Regions from separate parts of the Mus musculus genome. Here regions 1 and 3 are each linked to region 2. Evidence: chromatin contacts called from public HiChIP or PLAC-seq data. All regions are on one chromosome and are shown on one strand. The core of a region is the stretch at or near the end of the contact, and the rest is flanking DNA. Distances in the headings are between cores, read along the strand shown.

Evidence for each region. HiChIP or PLAC-seq counts read pairs in DNA pulled down with a chosen protein or histone mark.
Region 1: an H3K27ac HiChIP or PLAC-seq map of extraembryonic endoderm stem cells shows a contact between it and region 2, with 6 times the contacts expected there. The contact joins two enhancer-like sites. A contact is called at or near these places in 2 of 484 Hi-C or Micro-C datasets (adipose-derived mesenchymal stem cells and embryonic stem cells) and 4 of 115 datasets of contacts at active chromatin or transcription factors (embryonic hindbrain, embryonic stem cells, extraembryonic endoderm stem cells and 1 more).
Region 3: a contact with region 2 is called in an H3K27ac HiChIP or PLAC-seq map of extraembryonic endoderm stem cells, with 7 times the contacts expected there. The contact joins two enhancer-like sites. A contact is called at or near these places in 2 of 115 datasets of contacts at active chromatin or transcription factors (extraembryonic endoderm stem cells and trophoblast stem cells).

Annotation. Positions count from the first base shown.
Region 1 is chr1:36,089,302-36,092,647 of GRCm38.p6, forward strand. All of the region lies in intron 1 of Hs6st1 (heparan sulfate 6-O-sulfotransferase 1), which reads left to right. Among named protein-coding and RNA genes, the nearest start is that of Hs6st1, 23 kb to the left of the region's middle. Within about 2 kb of position 1,655, at least 104 of the 459 cell types and tissues checked have an H3K27ac peak or open chromatin away from gene starts, as enhancers often do. A contact at or near this core is called in extraembryonic endoderm stem cells, where this site is marked.
Region 2 is chr1:35,466,987-35,469,992 of GRCm38.p6, forward strand. No RefSeq gene overlaps it. Among named protein-coding and RNA genes, the nearest start is that of Gm25096, 290 kb to the left of the region's middle. Within about 2 kb of position 1,400, at least 22 of the 459 cell types and tissues checked have an H3K27ac peak or open chromatin away from gene starts, as enhancers often do. A contact at or near this core is called in extraembryonic endoderm stem cells, where this site is marked.
Region 3 is chr1:36,018,685-36,021,739 of GRCm38.p6, forward strand. It overlaps Gm39623 (a long non-coding RNA gene), which reads left to right. Exons shown (of 3, transcript XR_865339.1): 3 at 2,554-2,804. Among named protein-coding and RNA genes, the nearest start is that of Gm39623, 3.4 kb to the left of the region's middle. Within about 2 kb of position 1,572, at least 7 of the 459 cell types and tissues checked have an H3K27ac peak or open chromatin away from gene starts, as enhancers often do. A contact at or near this core is called in extraembryonic endoderm stem cells, where this site is marked.

The DNA of each region.
Region 1 (3,346 bases), core at 405-2,904, 620 kb after region 2:
AGCTCTGTGCTCTTGCTGCGTGAGATGGGCACTGGGTGCCTCACATTCTGCAATCCGGGACTTGTGGTGCCCTGCTCCGTGAGCAGATTCCCCCCATCTCCAGATCTCATGCATCTCTGCTTAGCCCAGGGACTCAGGTCTCACAATGTAGGGTGCACACACAGCTCAGCCTCTCTGCCTTCCACCTCCTTACTACCAGGAAGCATGGGAACACTGTAGCTGGGTATGTCCCCCATCACAGGAGGAGCAGTAGTGACAGGGATAGATGAAGGGCCAGGTCACAACTCCCAGCTGCAAGCTGCCCACAGTGTCACCTCCTCTCTCAGGCTTCTCCTGAGTCAAGTCTTGTTTCCACTGGGAGCCCGGTCAGCTGACACCACACCACATGCTCCTCCCACTGCCCTTCTGAGTCACTCCCCCCATGTCAGGGGCTGAGCCTTTAGCCCTTTGCATCCCAGTCTGGGGTCTAGTCCCTCCCCCCACTTCCCTCCCCCATACCTGATGGAATAGCTAGGCCCCATTTGCTGCTGTTGCATATGAAAACAACTGTGTGTCTCAATCTACCCATTCAACTCTTAGCCTCCCCGAGCCGTTGAGGGCCCCAGCATCCTACCCAAAGTGAACTCTCACAGCTACTCCCAAGAAGTGTGGTCCCTGGCTTCTCGACCCTGGCGGGTGTGGTTGTGCCCACGCCTGACAGAAGTATCCAGAGGACAGATGAGCCAGAAGCTTAGAGCGTTCCTGACATTTCAGAAGCCTCGCTGCTCCCAGCCAGAGCAGGTCAAAGCCGTGGGGGTCTAGAGCCAGCCAAGCCTGTGCCTGTCCAGGCCAGCCTGGATGATTCTCTGGCTCCCCTTGGCCTGTCCTAGTTCAGTAGGAGGGCCTGGGGCGCTGGCTGGGCTAAGTCCCTATTGTGCTTGCCCTACCTCCCACTTCCCTGTTCTAGCTGTTCCCTGTTAACCCCTTCCTTGTGGGGACTGCCCTACCTTATTGTAAGCCTGACTTCTCAAAGTACTTTAAGGCCTTCTAGGCTACACTGCCTTCAACACCCTTCCTGGGATTTAGGAACTGGGGAAAGGACTTTGTGTGGTACTGCCCAGGCCAGAGTGAGAAAGGGGAGGAGGACTAAGAACACCTTAGAAGCCAACTAAGTATGTCCTCAGGCAGAAGTAACCATGGGCACTCAGCCAAGCTGCAAGGCCGGCCCTGTCCCTTGTCTATCTCCAGCTCTCCCACAGAAGCAGAGGATTGGAGAGGCCCAGCCTTGCTTGTATACATGTCCTTAAACACCCTGCCATGGGCTAGTGAGATGGCTCACCGGGTAATAGTGCTGGCTAGAAAGCCTGATGGTTTAAACCTGGTCCCTGGGACCCATGTGGTGAAAGGAGAGAACTGACTGCCCCCTGACACACACATACATATTACATATCCATGAATAAACACCCTATAGGCAGGGCATATACTATAGGCAGGGCATATAGCACTCCTCCTCCAGGCAGGGCACTGGCCCCTGGAGGCCCCAAGGCCCCATGTCACAGCCAGAGCCTCCCTGAGGGTGTTGAACTGGGCCCTGACTGACGCAGTGCTGAGCTCGCTGGTGCCCAGGAGGCCAGGCCAGTACAAGGAGGAGATCATGGGTAAGAAGGCCACTGCCCGCCCACTATCACCTCCAGCCTCTAGGACACAGTCTCTGTGAACACATACACAGCTTAGCCACTAGGACTCAAGGCAAGAACTGTTGGGAGTGAAGTTGTCCACCTTGTAGTAGGGCTTGCTGCTGCCCAGGAATGTCTGCACATAGCGGGGACCCTGGACAGTGGTGCCCCTGAATTCTGTATCACATCAGCAGGGAGTTAATATGGGGGCGTGGTCATGTTTGACCCATGTTTGAAGAATTCTCACATGATGGGGATTCTGTATTCCTACTTTCCCGGGGGCCTTAAAAACTGAAGAGGCATTCCATTTTAGCAAATGTTCCTGAATGCCTATTGAGACCTATAATCTGCTGAGCGCAGAGCCCACCACAGGGGAGTTTTCTTACTGCGGATCATCTCGCAAGCCTGGTGTGATACTTAATCTTGATTGTCAAGTTGTTGATTCAGAATTGCCATGGAAACGAGCTGTTGTGTGTGCCTGTGAGGGAGTGTCTAGATTAGGTTCGTGCCTGTGAGGGAGTGTCTAGATTAGGTTCGTTGAGGTGGGGAAGACATATGCTCCTTGTAGTTGGCACCATCCCATAGGCCCAGGTCTTAGAATGATGGACAGGAAGGACAAAGAGGGCTTAGCAGTATCCATCTCTGCTCCCTGACTGCAGGTGTGACATGGGCTGCTGCCTCACACTCTTGCCCCCTCCCTGCCTTCATCACTGTGGTGGACTATGACTTCAGACTGGGAGCCTGAATGAACCCTCCTTCCTTAAGTTGCTTTTGTTGGGTATTTATCACAGCAACAAAAAATAACCAATGTGCACATGTTAGAACCTGGCCCCGTCCACAGTACAGTGCCAACGTGTCCTCTTGGAGATGAGTGTATCAGTCTTGTTCAGGATGCTTGACATCTGGACTGGGATGAAACTGACTGTTGGTTTGTCTGAGTTTTAACATGACACTTTCGTTGGCTCTGGAATATGCCCTTTTTTAATTTGGAAAAACACAAAATCAAAAGAAGATGGCTTAATGGGTAATGTGCTTACAACACAGCCTCAGGGCCTGTGTGAGTGGGTTCTGGCCCTCAGCATCTCTCTTATTCAGGGTTTGTATTCCTGCACAAAACATCATGACCAAGAAAGTTGGGGAAGAAAGGGTTTATTCAGCTTACACATCCACATTGCTGTTCATCACCAAAGGAAGTCAGGACAGGAACTCACACAGGGCAGGAACTTGGAGGCAGGAGCTGATGCAGAGGCCATGGAGGGATGTTCCTTACTGGCTTGCTTCCCCTGGCTTGCTCAGCTTGCTTTCTTATAGAACCCAGGACTACCAGCCCAGGGATGGCACCACCCACAAGGGGCTCTCCCTCCTTGATCAGTAGTTGGGAAAATGCCTTACAGCTGCATCTCATGGAGGCATTTCCTCAAGGCAGACTCCTATCTCTGTGATAACTCCGGCTTTCGTCAAGTTGACATACAAAACCAGCCAGTACAGCATCCACATGACAAGCTGAGCATGGTAGCATAGGCCTGCAGTCCCAGCACAGGGAGCAGAGAGGTCGAAGGATCCTGGGGCTTATCACTGGTGAGCTCCAGCCTCGGTCAGATACCCTGCCTCAAAACATAAAGGAGAGAGAAAGACATTCTGTGTTGTCTTGTGCTTAACACACACACATACGCACACAAACCCAGATCTTC
Region 2 (3,006 bases), core at 150-2,649:
ATTATAGCTATGGACTACCATGTCCAGCCTTCTGTGGGTTCTGAGATGCTAAGCTCATATCCTCACACTTGTGTCGTAAATACTTCACCAATTCAGCCATCTTCCCAGCCCCTCTTCTCTTTCCTGCTTCTGTGTTTAATGAGTTTCACTGGGAATTCATGGCGAATTTTGATAAGGGGGGAAATGAGTATGTAAATAGAATTGATAAATCATTTAATGATAAATAAAATCAAAGGCAAATTGAATCTGGTATATTAATGAGAGCTACAAATGTTTAAAAAATGTACGTTAAATCTAGGACTGTTGGGTGGGGAGGGTACCTATGGCAGCTGAATGACTACAGTGACAGGGCTTGTGTCTGGAGCAGAGATCCAGGCTGGCAAAAGAAAGGAAAGAATGAGCACACATGCTGTGGAAGCAACAACCCTGTTCTGTGACACACTTATCTGTCACCTCCTGATTGGTCCTCACCCACTGCTGCTCCAGAGGTAGAGATGATATTGCAGCTTCAAGCACTTTGTGGCCAACAGGACAGCCACCCCAGACCCAGGAGAGCCAAAAGTAAGCCAATAGCAAGCCCCCACATCTATCCATCATTGTTAGAACTTAACAAAGCATTAGCTGTCCTGCCTCTAGCTAACCATCATAGCACTCAGTCCAGCCCAGGCTTCAGTGCAGAGAGAATGCTTTGGCAAACTGGGTTGCCCCTGAGTTCAAGTCTGGATCTTCATCACACAGCCTTCCTACATCCATTCCTTGCAAATCCTCAGAAGACCGATCTTTCCAGCTAGGGAGATGTGTCAGTGGGCAAGGTGCTTGCGGTGTAAGCATGAGAACTTGAATTTGGATGTGTAGGGCACTTGTAAAAAGGTCGGTATATCTGTGACCATCTATTATCCCATCCCATTGGAAATGGGGCCAGATTGTTCACTGGGTTCAGAGAGAGACCATGTCTCAATAAATAGGATGGAGATGAATGGAGGAAGGCATTCTGGCTTCCACAACCAGACACCCATGTGAAAACTTAGCACATGAACATATACCCTAACACACATGCATATATACACAAACACATATACCACACATTATCACACCAACAAGCAAAACAAAACCAACCAAACAAAAATCATACTGCTCTACAAGGTTCGGCTTGGTGTTTCAGCATAGTGAGCTAGCTGGAGCCCTCTGGACTAGGCCAGCTGCAGACCCATCTTGTGCTTGCCCAGGGCCTTATAACCTCATCACAGGATGCTATCAAATATTGTCGATGCTAGTGACCTATTGCCCTGTCTTTTCATTGTTATAGGTCAACTCACTGAGGCAGGCGTGAGTCTAATGTATCCTCCTGTCTCCTGCCATCCAGTGTAGGCCAGGCTGCAGGAAATGGTAGGCTAGAGAATGAAAGAGCCACAGGACAGAGCTCATTGTCTGTCGGCTCTCTGATGTTCACATGCTCAGTGTTTGTTAAATGAAAGACTGACTGGGGGGAGAAATCAATACACATTGTGGTTAGGCCTAAAAAGAGCAAGCAGGGGAGGCTGATGGAAAAGCATGCCCTTTCATTTCAGACCGTGTAAACACATCCTTTTGAAGAGCAGCCTCTTCCTACCTGGGCTCTGTTCCCAGAAGTCACCACCTGCAGGCCTTCCATTTTACCGACATTCAGAATAAGCTAACACCATTCCATTCTATTGCTCCCCCAAACCAACAGGTGAGTATTCGTCATGTCACATGGGAAAGGAGCCTATCCTGTCTGGGAACAGATCCATCCAGAGAGCATGGACCTAACAGAGAGAGAGAGAGAGAGAGAGAGAGAGAGAGAGAGAGAGAGAGAGAGAGAGAGAGAGAGATGGCAAGAATATACCCAGCTATCTGCCTCCCAGACAGAAGCAGGCTGATCACTGAGCAATCACACACCGACTAGTCCCATTGTCCCTCCAGATAGCCCTTATCCAGGAATTTCTTTGAGACCTTCCAAAAACCTGCCTCTATCTGGAAACAAAAAGTGTAGTGTACTATAGTGTCTTTTAGTGTAATCTGAGGGTCACATGACTTTGGATCCACTTACTCATGTCACAGTATCTCCCTGATACCTACTCCCTCACAAGGAACCTTAAATGAACATGCTTGGGTTTGCTGGGCGGGCCAAAGCTTTCTGTCATCTTCGCTTCTCTTTGCAGTTCCCCTAATAAACCTGTTGCCTGAAGCTCAACACAGCCCTGTACCAATCTTTGGAACTGGGCAACTCTCTAACCCTCACACTAGTCTTTTGCAGAGTACCCACACTCCCAACACAGTACAACTGACAAAATATTTTGAGCTTAGCAGCAGACCTTTAAACTGTGTGACGCCTTTCAAGTCACAAGGCTGCAGCCCACAGCAGTTCCAGCCTGGAGAGGTTGGCCACTGCGTTTGTTTACTTCTCCTGTTGCCATGACAAAATGAAAGAAACTTAAAGTACAAAGGGTTTATTCTTGCTCATTGTTCAAGAATTCATGGAGGCAGAAACAAGAGGCCAGCTGATGGCATTGTATCTTCTGGCAAAGGAACAAAAAATGGACAGGAAGTGGGCCCATGCTCTAAAGCAAGACCAACCCCCATCTCCCCCCCCCTCCCCCGGAGTGCTTTACCTCCCCCAGCAAGATGCCATCTCTGTGCTGGTTTCTTGTTGTCAGAAATCAGAGACCTGACAAGACACAACTTCAATGGAGGAGCTACCTCCATCAGACTGACCTATGGGCAAATCCGTGGGGGCATTTTCTTGACAAGGATTGATGGTGGAGGCCCCAGATGGCTGTGAGTCGTGTTACCCCTGGGCTGGTGGTTCTGGATGCTATAAGTAAGCAGGCCGAGTAGAACATGGGGAGCAAGGACAGTGTTTCACAAAATCGAACTGCAGGTAAGCTAGTAGGGTGTTTTCTTAGTTAGTATTGGATGGAGGAGGGTGCAGCCCTCTGTGGCACCGCCCCTGGGCATGTTGTCCTGAACAGAATTAGGAAGCAGCTT
Region 3 (3,055 bases), core at 322-2,821, 550 kb after region 2:
CCCACAGAGCTGGGCCTGGGGCCCTGGAAGAAGCATGCCTGTGAATGAGCAGTGTGTCTGAACTCCTAAGCTCCAGTGCCAGAATATTTGGCTTCTCCTGCAATCCTCGCCTCCAGCCATGTGTGTCCAATCTCTCTTAGGTGTACTCAAGAGAGAAAAATCCAGTCCAAAGAGGCTTCTTAAACCTCCCTTCTCTACCCACTCTCCCCTCCCACTTATCCCCTGCCAAGCGACAGGCTAGGGCTACAGGATGCAGATGCTCTTGGGGAAGAGGGTGGCTAGATGTTGTAGTTACGGTTTCATTGCTGTGAAGCGACACCAGGACCAAGGCAACTCTTATAAAGAACAGCACTAACTGGGGCTGGCAGTTATAGGTTCAGAGGCTCAGTCCATTATCATCAAGGCAGGAAGCATGGCAGCATCAGGCAGGCATGGTGCAGGAGGAGCTGAGAGTTCTACATCTTTTCCCTAAGGCAAACAGGGGAAGACTTGATTCCTCAGGCAGCTAGGAGGAGGGTCTCAAAGCCCACCCCCACAGTGACACACTTCCTCCAACAAGGCCACACCTCTTAATAGTGCCACTCCCTGGGCCAAGCGTGTTCAAACCACCACACTAGACTACCCATATTAGCAAATGTTTTCCTTTCCAGCCATTTAGCCTGAACCCTCCTGGGGGGAAGCCCACAGAGCTGCCTGTTACAACTCAATGTCAAATGCTTCTCCTACCATGCCCTTCAGTAGCTGTGTGTGTCTCCAGTAACTGTTGATTCTGAGTATAAGCCTCGGGCTACCAAACTTTAAGCTTGTTGGAGGCTATCCTGGCTTGGTAATGTGACAGGGCAAGACAGTGCAGAAGTTCTTCCATCTTGTATTCTTGCTGAGGCCATTTCAGGTTTAGCTAGAATTTGATCTCCTTGATGGAGAATCCCTTGGGAAACGACCTAACTTTACTCTAGGACCTGAGGCTGAGATGCCCCAGCTTGCTTATCTTAGCTTCTGCTAAACTGCCTGCTTGTGCAAGACCTCTCCCCCTGCAGCCAAGTGAGATACTAGAATGTGATTTTTGCCTTTAAAAGCCCCTTGATCTAAATGCTTGAAGCTACACTTAGTCAGGGTTTCTATTGCTGCAACAAAACACCATGACCAAAAAGCAAGTTGGGGAGGAAAGGGTTTATTCAGCTTAGACTTCCAGGTTGCTGTTCACCATTGAAGGAAGGTATAGGAGCTCAAGCAGGACAAGAACCTGGAGGCAGGGGCTGGTGTAGGGGTCATGGAGAAGTGCTGCTACTGGCTTGCTTCCCATGGCTTGGGCGGCCTGATTTCTTATAGAACCCAGGACCACCAGCCCAGGAATGGCTCCACCCACAATGGGCTGGGCCCTCCCCCATTGATCACTAATTAAGAAAATGCCTTACAGCTGGATCTCATGGAGGCATTTCCTCAACGGAGGCTCCCTCCTCTCTGAGGACTCTAGCTTGTGTCAAGCTGACATAAAACCAGCCAGTACACTTAGGTACTGAATACCTGAGTGTAGTTCCAGCCAGCTGGAATTAAGGCTTTCAATTCGCTATAAACTGCATCTGAGTGGTCATCTCTAGTGAGCTGCTATCTCCCAGTGACATACCTGAGGGATTAAGAGTTAGACAGATACCTGATAGGCAGAAAAATAGGGAGAAGGGGCATATCAGCTCAGTAATATAAAGCCTAACTTTACAATGACAGGCTGCTTCCTTGCCTTTCTGACAGAAGACTAAGGCCTGGAGGGCTTTTTCTCCTGCCAGGAGGAGGGGCCTCTCTGCTGATGGGCTTGCCCAAAAAGTTCAAGGCTGGATCAGGATCTGTTTATGCCAAAGTGTGGACCTATCATCTACCTTGTGTTTTGTTCAAACTGAGCAACCCTGAATTAGAGGAGGAAGGTCCCCCACCTCCACCCGCAAGGCTCTTAAAATTCCAAGGCACCAGGCGTGGCGGCACATGCCTTTAATCCCAGCATTTGGGAGGCAGAGGCAGGCAGATTTCTGAGTTCGAGGCCAGCCTGGTGTACAAAGTGAGTTCCAGGACAGCCAGGGCTATACAGAGGAACCCTGTCTCAAAAAACCAAAACCAAAACCAAAAAACAAACAAACAAAAAAACTCCAAGCCAAAGAAAAGTTGGGTTGGGAACTCCTGACACCCCTCCTCTGCTTTGTAGGGGGCCTCCTTCCTCTCTGTTTGTGTGTTTCCTCAACCCTAATAAAAGTTCTTCGTCACTGGATGGTTTTCTGTCTGCTGCATTTGAGATTGCCCCACTGCTACCTGTCTTATGAAGTGGAAATGTCTGGTTTCTTTGGAAACTCAGATGTTTCTCTGGAATCTGTCTTGTGAGAGGATGTTTTGCTGAAGCAGATGTTTGAGAGAGTGCATAATGTTTGGAAAGAGTTTAAGTAGAACCCTTACAGACAGTGAGAGAGCGCTCTTGAATTTCTATGTCTTGCAACACTTCGCTGGTCTTCACTGCTCACCCAGCAATACTTCACCAGTTTTCAGTGATCTTCGCTTGTTGTGACTTTGTAGAGAGAACCGCACCAAAGAACTTCTGGTATTCTGGCTGCTTTTTGGCACTTCCGCTGTGACCTGTGACGATTGGGCAGAGTCTCTGGTTTTCTGCTGGATGTAGTAGCTGCTACTGATTCGTGTTTGGTGTTTGCTTTTGGACTGGACAGCTGATATCCTGACAATGAAGATTGTAATCGCCCCAAAGAACTACTTCTAAACAGGTCCACACCCCTCTTGTCCTATTGACCATCTTTCTCCCTAGCTTTGATCAGGGGCTAGAAGGGAGGCTGGAGCTTTAGCGCACCCTAAATAAAGTGGGTTTTTGAAACATCAAGCCTATAGTTGGACTCAAGAGTTTCCCTGATTTCTCATTCTTTAACTAGCAGAGAAAACAAACCAAATCTAGTAACTGCCCATCACCCGTATGACATGGAATCTCTACCTTCTTCTAAAATCTACCCAGCTGCAATGCCTATGAACGACAATGGCAAACAACTCTAAGAGTACAATAGTGGCACTC